Regions from separate parts of the Xenopus laevis genome. Here region 2 is linked to region 1. Evidence: chromatin contacts called from public Hi-C data. All regions are on one chromosome and are shown on one strand. The core of a region is the stretch at or near the end of the contact, and the rest is flanking DNA. Distances in the headings are between cores, read along the strand shown. Region 1 holds the start of tgif1.L (homeobox protein AKR). Region 2 has its middle 23 kb from the start of myl12b.L.

What was found. A called contact is a pair of places that touch in the nucleus more often than the background predicts.
Region 2: a Hi-C map of the XL177 cell line shows a contact between it and region 1, with 1.8 times the contacts expected there. The contact joins the enhancer-like site here to the promoter of tgif1.L in region 1. A contact is called at or near these places in 2 of 4 Hi-C or Micro-C datasets (the XL177 cell line and the XTC cell line).

Annotation. Positions count from the first base shown.
Region 1 is chr6L:113,676,375-113,682,126 of Xenopus_laevis_v10.1, reverse strand. It overlaps tgif1.L (homeobox protein AKR), which reads left to right and starts at 3,094. Exons shown (of 3, transcript XM_018267912.2): 1 at 3,094-3,635. The coding sequence starts at 3,620.
Region 2 is chr6L:113,716,307-113,721,733 of Xenopus_laevis_v10.1, reverse strand. No RefSeq gene overlaps it. Among protein-coding and RNA genes, the nearest start is that of myl12b.L, 23 kb to the left of the region's middle. Within about 2 kb of position 3,228, at least 4 of the 7 cell types and tissues checked have an H3K27ac peak or open chromatin away from gene starts, as enhancers often do.

The sequences.
Region 1 (5,752 bases), core at 1,845-4,344:
AAAAACTGGCACTCAGAGCTCGATGCATGCAGGCAAAGCCCTGCGTGTTTATTACAATGTAACGTTTCGGGGGCGGGCCCCTTCTGTCTGATGAAGGGGCCCGCCCCCGAAACGTTACATTGTAATAAACACGCAGGGCTTTGCCCGCATGCATCGAGCTCTGAGTGCCAGTTTTTCTTTTATTACTTTTTGTCACAAAACAAGAAACATGTTTTTGCCTTCCCACCCTTAATTTGCATATGCAAATTAGGATTCGGTTCGGTATTCGGCCGAATATTTCACGAAGGATTCGGGGGTTCGTCCGAATCCAAAATAGTGGATTCAGTGCATCCCTACGTGAAACAGTAAAAAGTGAAAACTACAAAGTACATGTTTCTATTTAAAGGGGTGGTTCACCTTTATGTTAACTATTAGTATGCTTCAGATTTGTCCTTTTTTTTATAGTTTTTGAATTATTTGGCTTCTGATTCTTTCCAGCTCTCAAATAGGGGTCAGTGACCCCATCTAAAAATCAAATCCCCAACCTTTTTCACCCATGAGCAACATTCAGAAGTAAAATGAGTTGGGGAGCAAATCAAGCATGAAAAATGTTCCTGGATGGAGCCAAATAAGGGCTGTAATTGGCTATTGGTAGCCCCTATGTGGACTGGCAGCCTATAGGAGTCTCTGTTTAGTAGTACATCTGTTGCTTATTTATTCAATCAAAACCTGCATCCAAGCCAGAAATTAAAAGAAGCGACCTGCTTTGAGGCCACATCCAGAGCAACATCCAAGGGTTTGGTGAGCAACATGTTGCTCATGAGCTACTGGTTGGGGATCACTACTGTAAGACTAAAAATGTATAGTTATTGCTATCTTTTATTACTCTTCCTATCCATGGCCTCTCCTATTCATATTCTTGTTTCTTATTCAAATCAGTGCATGGTTGCTTGGGTAATTTGAGCCTTAGCAACCAGATTGCTGAAATTGCAAACTGGAGAGCTGCTGAATAAAAATCGAAATAACTAAAAAAACACAAATAATAAATGAAAACCAATTGCAAATTGCCTCGAAATATCACTCTCTACGTCATACTGAAAGCTAATTTAAAGGTGAACAACCCCTTTAAGTTTAGGTTCCAGGTTTCCAGATGACGTGAATACTTTAGATTTCCTAGAACAGGGCAGGTAACAGATGCCATTTCTCTGTGGTCAGACTTGACCCCTGTGCTGCAATAACCTAAAAACACTGACACTTTACTGGTTGTGAAATCCTCTTTATTTCGTAAGATTCTCAGATGAGAAAGTCAAGTGGCTGCAATAGAGGAGGAAGCAGCTGAGTCTCGTAAACATTTGCCATGAATTTGCTTCCCTGGCCCAGGAGTCAGAGCATGTGCGCTGCAAATGACAGTGTCAGAGCTGCTGCCGCCTACAATAATAACTGCTCTCCAAGCAGCAGCTTCACTTGTAGCCAGCGCTGCTGAGTCAGTGAGCTTATTGTGCCTTTGGGGAACATAACCAGGACCATTCACTGGATACTTTAACAGTTTGTCATCAGCTGCCTTACTGCTTCCAGGAGGCATTATTTGCTTTCCGGATGACAACAAGCATGTTCTCTGGTCAGTAGTAATACAGGGGGACAGTAGTAATACAGGGGCACATAGTAATATCTAACATGGGGAGAATAAATAAATAAGTACTTGGAGTTTCAATACACAGTTGGAAAGAGGCCCCTTGTTTTAAAGAGCTTACACATTCTACCCTGTGCTTCATACAGAACACATATACCCTTATTTATCTAATCAGAATCATTATATCCTAGTATAACATGTTGGAGCTGCCATACTATTTCCACTGCTCGAGTGAAATAAGAGTTTATTTTCGTAGAATCAGATGAAACAGCACACCCCCCGTGGCCAAAATGAGCATCAACAGACAGGGTCCCCAACCTTTTTTTTTTTTTTACCTGTGAGCAACATTCAGATGTTAAAAAGGTTGGGGAGCAACACAAGCATGAAAAATGTTCCTGGGTGGTGCAAAATAAGTGCTGTGATTCGCTACTTGGTAGCCCCTATGTGGTCTGTCAGCTTTATTTGACAGTACACCTTGTTATTATGAAACTGAACCCCCCTCCAAGCCAAGAATTCAAAAATAAGCACATGCTCAGAGGCCACCAAGCAGGCTCGGACTGGCAATCTTTGGGTTATGGCAAATGCCAGAGGGGCTGCTGTAAGGTCCCATAGACAGTCACTATTTAGTGGGCTGGTGGAGGACTATTTGGGCCTCTGTGTACTTGGAATGCCAGGGCCTACTTTGACTCCCAGTCCAGACCTGCCACCAAGATCAACATCCAAGGGATTGGTGAGTAGGGTTGCCACCTGGTTGCCGGTCTGGCCAGTAAAAATTAAGCTTGATTCCAATGTTATTGATAGGGGAAATGCATGAGAATAAAGGAAGGCCGGTATTTTTGAAGAAAAGGTGGCAACCCTATTGGTGAGCAACATGTTTCTCACAAGCCACTGGTTTAGGATCACTGTAAATTGTGTAACTGTAAAGTGACTTGGAAGCATCTTTTACTCAGCAGGGGTTGCCACACTGAACTTGCTTTATTTTCCCACTGTTTACATGCTGTCGCCTGAGTGTAACTCCAGCTGGGTTTAGATATGGAACCTCCCCACCCCCCATATGAGCTCTTACATTCCTTTAGCTTTACTGTCAACCTCAGGGAAAGCAACATCTGCTATAAAAGTGCTGCTCTTAGGGTTTGTGGCAGTTTGCAGTTCAGAAATAAAGCTGAATTCGTTTGTTACTGAGATTTCTGCGGAAACAATAGATGTTCAGCCTGGGGCTCTCCTTGGAATTCTGTGACATGCAGTTCGGCAAGAGACACAGGTTGTGTTCTAAGGGGTATTATGAGAAACAGACCTCATTGTGATTCCCCCCTCCCAACTCACATACTTTTTTTTGTCTCTCAGCAGTTTGGAGGGAATTTTGCTGGCAGGGGGGGGAGGGGAGGGATCGGTTGGCTCGTCCCATAGCAACAGGAGACAGAGCAGAGAGGCAGCTGTCAAAAGAGAAAGAATTAAAGAGGGAGAAAAAAAACCCAGGAGCCGCCTGTGTAGTTTAATGATCAAACGGCTGTCTGGGAATGAAAGCAAATAACAGGAAGCGGCTGCACCACCGACTGAAGCTCCCCCTGCAGCCCATGAAGTGTCACAGGCCCAGTGTGTCTGGGAGCAGAAAGGGGGGAATCCAGGAGGCTCATATCTCCTCCCACTGTGTGTGTGTGTGTCTGACAGTCCCGGGGAGGGTGTGAGAGCCGAGCTGCTGCTGCTTCTTACAAGCCATTAGTCATTAGTGTAAGGGGAGGGAGGAGAGCGTTACATCTACCTCTGGCTTTAACCTTAACTTGCCTCATTGTGGCACCAGACAGAAAAGTTGAAGGGAGACGGGCAGATTGGAACAAGAGCCAGAGGAGGAGGAGGGGGAAGAAGATTAAAGTGAAAAGATCGAGCTTGTTGTTAAAGTGAACAGACACACAAGCTGAAGTGATTGTATTCAGGGCATCCCGTGTGTTTGTGCATCGCCTCTCTTTAACGCTCTGCCTCTGAGCTGGGATCCTCCGGCGGCCCCGTGCTACAATGAAAGCCAAGAAAGGTAAGAGCTGCCGCCGCCGCCTGGGATGAACTTTAGTGCGAGTGGAGCGGTGAGTGAGCCGGCGCAAGAGCTCTGAGTTAGGGGGGTGATGTGATGGAGACGAGAGCGTGTTGCACTCTACTACACTACTGCTCTGTGTTCCCATGCGGATGGCGCTGTCAGTGTGAACGTGTCCCGCCTGTCTGTAGTGATACCCGCGCCCCTCTATCCCCCACTCCACTCTCCTAATTGTCCTGGACCCCTAGGCACCCCCCCTACAAATCCTTCCTTCCCACTCCAAGGAAACCCTGGTGGGCTCGCCAGGTGCGCTGTCCCTCTACCTCACAGTTCCACAGCGTGCTGCGCTCATAGCCGGGGGAAACCAATGTCACATTACAGGGGGTGCTGGTGTTGTTGGGACGGGGCTAACTGCTCACACTCCCCCAGTCACTTCTGCTTGTTGTAAAACAGATGTTGTCTTGTGTGTAAAACGTATCGCCAGTTGAAAGGGCTGACTGGCTGGGAGAAAAGTTGGAGCGAGTATTTAAGCGCTGCTGATCAGGGAGGGATGAAGAGTTTGGCACGGGCCGAGTCTGCCATAGGAATCGCCTGACAGGGGTGAAGGGAGCGCAGACAGTGTCCGGGGAAAGTCTCTAGCAGGGACAGAGCGCGGAACAAAGGGAAAGTAAAGCCGCGCGGCCGCTGCACTTGTGGAACAAAGAAAGTTAGATCACGAGGCAGCAGCAGCAGCACATGTGTACGGACTGGGGCAAAGCTTTCATTGTGTGTCAGCTCAGGGCTGTTATGTGCCCCCTGTGTGTGGGGTGTGTGTGGAGTGTGTGTGTACCCATTTGCCTAACGTATAAACTGTAGAAAACTTCGAAGCCCCAAAAGTCCCAGCAGCAGTCTGTCTGTCTGTCTGTGTATGTCTGGGAAAGTCTTTGTTTGGAAGCAGCAGCCTCGCATTCCAGGGGAAGGGCTACATAACTTTTAAGGACAGATCCGTGTAAGCAGCACAACTCTCATACAACTCTCTCTCTCACACACACAACTCTCATACAACTCTCTCTCTCACACACACAACTCTCATACAACTCTCTCTCTCACACACACAACTCTCATACAACTCTCTCTCTCACACACACAACTCTCATACAACTCTCTCTCTCACACACACAACTCTCATACAACTCTCTCTCTCACACACACAACTCTCATACAACTCTCTCTCTCACACACTCACAACTCTCATACTCACAACTCACACAGACACACTCACAACTTTCTCACACACACACTCACAACTCTCTTCTCACAACACACTCACAACTCGCTAAAGTTCCGCCACCAACTGCTGCCTACAAGTTGCACTTCTTTTGTTCCTCGCCATGTGCTCCGACAGCAACGGCCAGTGACAGCACTCGGCAGCAGCCTCAGGCCATGTCCCTGGAAATACTCTTTCTCTTGCCTAAATCTGCTGCTTGAGCAGTTCACCGAGTAACACTGAGTCTGAGTAACTTTGTGTTTGTGCCACAGTTCATCTTGAGCTCTCAAACTTTTTCTTTTCATTGGAATATTGTTTTCACCTAAGGTCCCTGTGTGTGCATTTGGCAGCTCATATCTCTGCCCCATTCCACTCCTGAGAACAAAGCTATTAAAAAACAAAAACAAGCTGCAAAGATGTTTTTGTTCCTTGCCATGTGAGGTGGATTGTGTGTGCTCCGCATTGTTCAGGCACAAGACAGCGGGGCACGTTGGAAGTTGAGGCGCAGGGTGACAGGGAGGGGGCAGTGCTGCTGACAGATCAGGATCAGTGAGAAAATGCTGCCAGATGCCTGAAACTGCCAGATGCCTGAAACTATCTAACTCCGCCCCTCCTGTCTGCCATCTCCAACACCACTTGGGACATTGGGATCTTTTGTTCTGCTCAATGTCCATATTTAATAGCATTTACTGTTTTTAGTGAATGCTGTACGCTCTGTCACTTCTGCAATGTTTTTAGGGTCAACATTTTAAAATACAATACACTTTGTAGGAGGGATTCCAAGAGAGCTGCTTGTCTTTGATTGTTAAAATTATATTAAAGCATCTCCTGCACATATCGGCTTTCCTCTTCTATCTCATCTATTACTCTTGTC
Region 2 (5,427 bases), core at 1,979-4,478, 39 kb before region 1:
TGCTGTTAAGTTACAGGTGAATGAGGATTTCGTCCCAACATAATGTTCTATGCTGCCCTGTGTATGTAAAATATACATATATAGTAGTCTTCAGCATTTGGCTTAGTCAGGGGAGCAGTTATTCTAAAACAGGGCTGTGTAATGGTGGCCATACATGCAGAGATCCGCTCATTTGAGTGGATCTCTCTCTGATATGCCCACATTGAGGTGGGCGATATAGGGCTGACCCAATTGTGAGCCCTAGGGCCCAACGATCGGCTCATAATGTAGCCAATATGGGCGTTCGGATCGCGGGGCCGTACGCACAGACCGACGGGATTTTTAGCCCTGCCCGATCGACATTTGGCCGACTTTCGGCCAGATATCGATCGGGGAAGCCCGTTGGAGGGCTCTAATAAGCTGCTGACTCTGTCTGTCGGCAGCATTTATCGGCACCTGTATGGCCATCTTAAGTACAGGCCCTAGGACCTGATGTGGCCCTTAAAGAGATTTTTATGTCCCCATGCTCAAGGACCAATATACTTCTTTGTATAACATCATTTTAAAATTATCCGGCCCTTGTACATGGACTATGACAATAATCGGCCTACTAGATGTAAAAGTTAAATACCACTGTAAATCAAGGCAAAATACAGTTGTCGTGTCTGTAGTTGTCAGTCCCCCACTGCAATTTAACTTGTGTCCCAGGGTCTGACCTTTGTATATCTACACTACTGTTGGCCTGTCTTATTGATAGTTACTTATAACTAGAGCAAAAATTATATTTTGCTTCAGTTCACATTTTTAAAGGCCTCCCATATTTCTTTTTTCATACCCTGTTTTTTATATATTGCCCACAAAGCCACGCTAAACATGTACAGGTATGGGATCCCTTATCCGGAAACCCATTATCCACAAAGCTCTGACTTACAGGAAGGCTGTCTGCCATAGACTCCATTTTATCCAATAATAATTTTTAAAAATGATTTCCTTTTTCTCTGTAATAATAAAACAGTGCCTTGTACATAATTAATCCTCATTGAAGGCCGAACAATCCTATTGGGTTTATTTAATGTTTAAATGATTTATAGCAGACTTCAAGTATGTCGATCTAAATTACGGAAAGATCCGTTATCCAGAAAGCCTCAGGTCCAGAGCATTCTGGATAACAGGTCCCATGCTACGTATTTTTGTCAAACCTACCTGTCTCAGGCTTGGGTGAACTACATTTCCCAACATTCAGAGTTAGCAGTAGATGAAGCAATGCTCACAAAAGGCATGGATACAGAGTATGTGCTTAATTCCAATGTTATTTGATGATGTTTGTTTAACTGATGGGCAAGATCATAGACAAGGGATTGCTTGCCCATAGCAATGCCAGTCTGTAGTAGCAACTTCTCCCATTGTTTTCAAGTGCTGTTTTTCTATTTCCTTTAATTAGCTGTCATTCCATACTTGTAAAGGCCTTGGAGTCATTCACATATGAAAATCCCTTGGCTGGCTGCCTATTACATTACACATTCACTACAACATTCTTTCTTTGCTTTGCAGCCTTCGCCTCTTTGTGCCTTTTCAGCCCCTTGTTTCCTGGCACGATCTTTACACTCTCCTTAACCTCGCCTTGTTCTATAACCCTGTGCCAGAACTTAATTTTCACTTCTGTAACCCCAATGCCAAGTTGCACATTATCTCTCTACCTACTGAAAAGCAATGCCCATTCCCAGTGCAACCACATCTGGTGCAAAATCTGGTGAAAACAGGGTTGCAACCTCACCCCAGCCACATTTTGAAAACACAATTCAATTACATTCATGCTGCATGGCTGCACAAAAATCAGTTCAGTCTGCAGCATGCATCTAAATTAATAAGCCAAATATAAGTATGCTGTAATTCTGTGGGGAAATGTTTTATTGTGGGTTGAAAACATGGTGAATATGCTGTTGCTATATAAATAAAGCATTATAATGTTTTTCCACAGCTGTCAGTGACTTTGACTAAACTAGCTCAGTAAAGGGTGTATTAAATACCTACTACTCACTGTCAATGGAATGCAGGCCTGTTCATCTCCCTAAGGTTGTGTGATGCATGGATTCCTCTCCCTAAGCAAATCAATCAATACATTTGACTAGTATTTCTAGTTTAAATGCAACAGGATCCAATGAGATTTCTGCTTAAATTTATACACAGCCTTTTTTGGAAAACAGGTAAACAGCCTTCGAAATTAAGTGCTTTAAATTTTGGCGGTGCAACAATTCAGTGCTAACGTATGTTTTGCTTGAAGCAAGCCTTGAAAGCTATGCAAAGGATTAACAGGAATGTGAAGGGTGGGTGGAGGGCAAGAGGTAATGAGGTTCTGAACTCTGCTTTAAATTAGCATTCCCTGGGGCTCACATACCATTACACTGTTCTGAATGGCATTTAGTTCCTATTTAAAGGAAACATTTGGCTGGCCATTATTTTTGTTAAATATCAGAATCCAGTGGCGTCCATAAAAATATAAATATTCTGTCCACAACATATTAGGGTAGGCCTCCACGGACGTTTTCGGCAATCCGACGCGCTGCGACAAAACGCTGCGTCTGCATCCGACAGTCGTGTCACGTCGGATCAACGTTATGACACCATGTGACAACTCTATCTCTTACCTTATTTTTGTCGGATTGCACTGAAAATGTCCGTCGAGGACTACCCTTACTGGAGAAACCAAAATGGGATAACGCATTTCATGCAACTAAACGGTTCAGCTCATTTGCCTGTTTATGTAATGTCTCTGGCTAATGGCAGTCAATTTCAGGAAATATAAATAACAAGAAGAGAAGCCATATCTAGTTCTGATAACTATATCAGTAAAGTAGAAAATAATAGAAATAATGCCAGTGCTAAGAATGATATAAACATCTGCCTTGCGCTAAAACACAACAGTCGTATGGACAGAGCCATAAGGAAACATATGTAAATAAACGTTATATCGTTTTTGTGCTGATGACAGGGCAGATATGTAGATGCTGAATGACTTTCATCCTGGATATTACTGAGACCCTGCCTCCTGCCTACAATGGAATGCAGAAAGTGACTCATCAGGATTTTAGAGAACCTACAGCCCTACATTGACTCCCCTTTTGTCTGATGAAAGCTGCTAATATACAAGTCATTCATTAAAAAGCAATTTGAGATTACTCAGGCTGCTGAGGTCTTTTCTGCTGTCCTGAACCTGCCCTGAGATCCTGTACATACAATCAAACCAGAGCCATTTACCCTCAGGCTCCACTCACAGTGGCAATTGTGTGCTTTGTTATCTAGTACAATGCAGGGATAGGCTCCATGGGAGATTTCTTACCTCCAGTCTAAGGAGAAATCTCCAGAATTTACTCCATGGATGATAATGACTTCATGAAGCTGCAATTAAAATAAGCCCTTGCGTTTTAAGTCAAATTTTAGCCTATATTTTACACCCCACCCTCTTTATATTTCTGTACCATTTACCCATGAGCTGCACTGTTGTGAGTAGGGTTGCCACCTTTTCTGGAAAAAAATACCGGCCTTCCTATATAATTTATCTTTTTTCCCTATTAATAACATTGGGATCAGTCATCATTTTTACCGGCCACGCCGGTAAAATACCGGCCAGGTGGCAACCCTAGTTGTGAGCTGCCACATGTACAGTAAGTAGTAACAGTCAGTAGTCAGTCGGATGTGCTACTAAAGAGTAAAAAATTGCATCAATATACAACATTCCCAGTGTATCAGCATTATAAAATAATACAGTCGTGAATTAGGTCCCATTGACTTCAATAGTTTTTTGAAGATGATATTGGTGTCATCTTGTAAGTGATGCGACGTAAAGGGGTCACATCAAAAAAGGGGTTGTTCACCTTTAAATTAACTTTTAGTATGATGTAGAGAGTGATATTAGTAGACAATTTGCAATTGGTTTTCATTTTTTATTATCAATGGTTTTTGCGTTATTTAGCTCTCGTTTGTGATTTCGGCAATCCAGTTAGTATGGGCCAGATTACCCTAGCAACCATGCATTGATTTGAATAAGAGACTGGAATATGAATATTAGAGGGCCTGAATAGAAAGGTGAGTAATAAAAAATAGCAATAACAATACATTTGTAGCCTTACAGAGGATTTGTTTTTAGATGTGTTCAGTGAATGGCTGCCCCTAAGGCCACACAGCAGCTGGTTTATATAAACTATGGTAGTCTTTATGAAGCAAACACACCCATTTTAGCAGTGCCCATTTATATTGTAATTACTTGGATATGTTTTCAGTTTTGGGTGTTACTGTTCCTTTAATAGACCATAGAGAATAATGACACTGACTTGGATGTGGCGGACAGATTTCAACAACTCTTTATTGTAAATGCCAGTGAATGGTGTATAATCTATATAAAGCACGGCAAAACATGTTGGTGCTTTATGAATAGAGGCTAATAATAATACTTACAATCCATCCCTGCCCTAACATTACTCACTTAAGAACGATACATATAATTTCCTGTCTAGCTCCACGGTTCCAGCCATCTCAATTAGAATGAAAACATCCGTAGCTTGCACTCATTTCCTCTCTGCTTTATGAACTGTTACCCCAATCTTTATTCTCAGCAATTAGCTGAGCTGCGAGTTACAAATGGACTCCACAAAGGCCCCTGCATGGTGGGAAGGTGCCAATATGTAATTGTCTAGTTAACACAGATCTAGCGTTTGCTTCCAGAGTCACAGAGGATTAAGGGCAGAGACACACGGGAAGATTCGAGGGGATGTAGTCGTCTGGTAACTAATCGCCTCTTCTTCGGGCGACTAAATCGGCGGCAGGATGGCTTCTGAAAACGAATCGCTCCACCTGCGATTTTCATTCTAGCCAGCGGGAAAGCTTTTCGGGGAGATTAGTCGCCAGAAGAAGAGGCGCTTAGTCGCCGGGCGACTAAATTTCCCCAAATCTTCCTGTGTGTTTCTGCCCTTAGCAGGCAATCACCATTTCTACAGATAATGACAGTGTACACATTGTATTTTTCATCCTTATCCTTCTCAACTGAATCCATAGTGCCTTGGAATTCTATAGTCTCCTTTCTATTGTGTACAGTTCACACAGAGCTGATATCCGATGACAGGCCAGCCAGTTCTGCTGTTTGACTAAATGAACGGAGGTGTCATCAGGTGCTGAGTCACCGTCTCTGAATGTCTCGTGCTTGTAATCCATTTGAAAAGAGCTTCAAGGCTAAAGAACACAGCCTGGAGATCTAGCTGGCTTGTAAAAGCATGCGTGAAAAAATGATTTGATGTTTTCCAAAATACGCACGTGCAGGTAAACAGAATTTCTTAGGACTGAAACCCAACTATGGCTGATGTCACACGGAGCAGATTTTAACTGCAGCCACTTGGAAGAGCAGGTGCAAACACTTTTCCACTCAAAAATGTGCTGGTGTTTGGAAACTAACTGCAT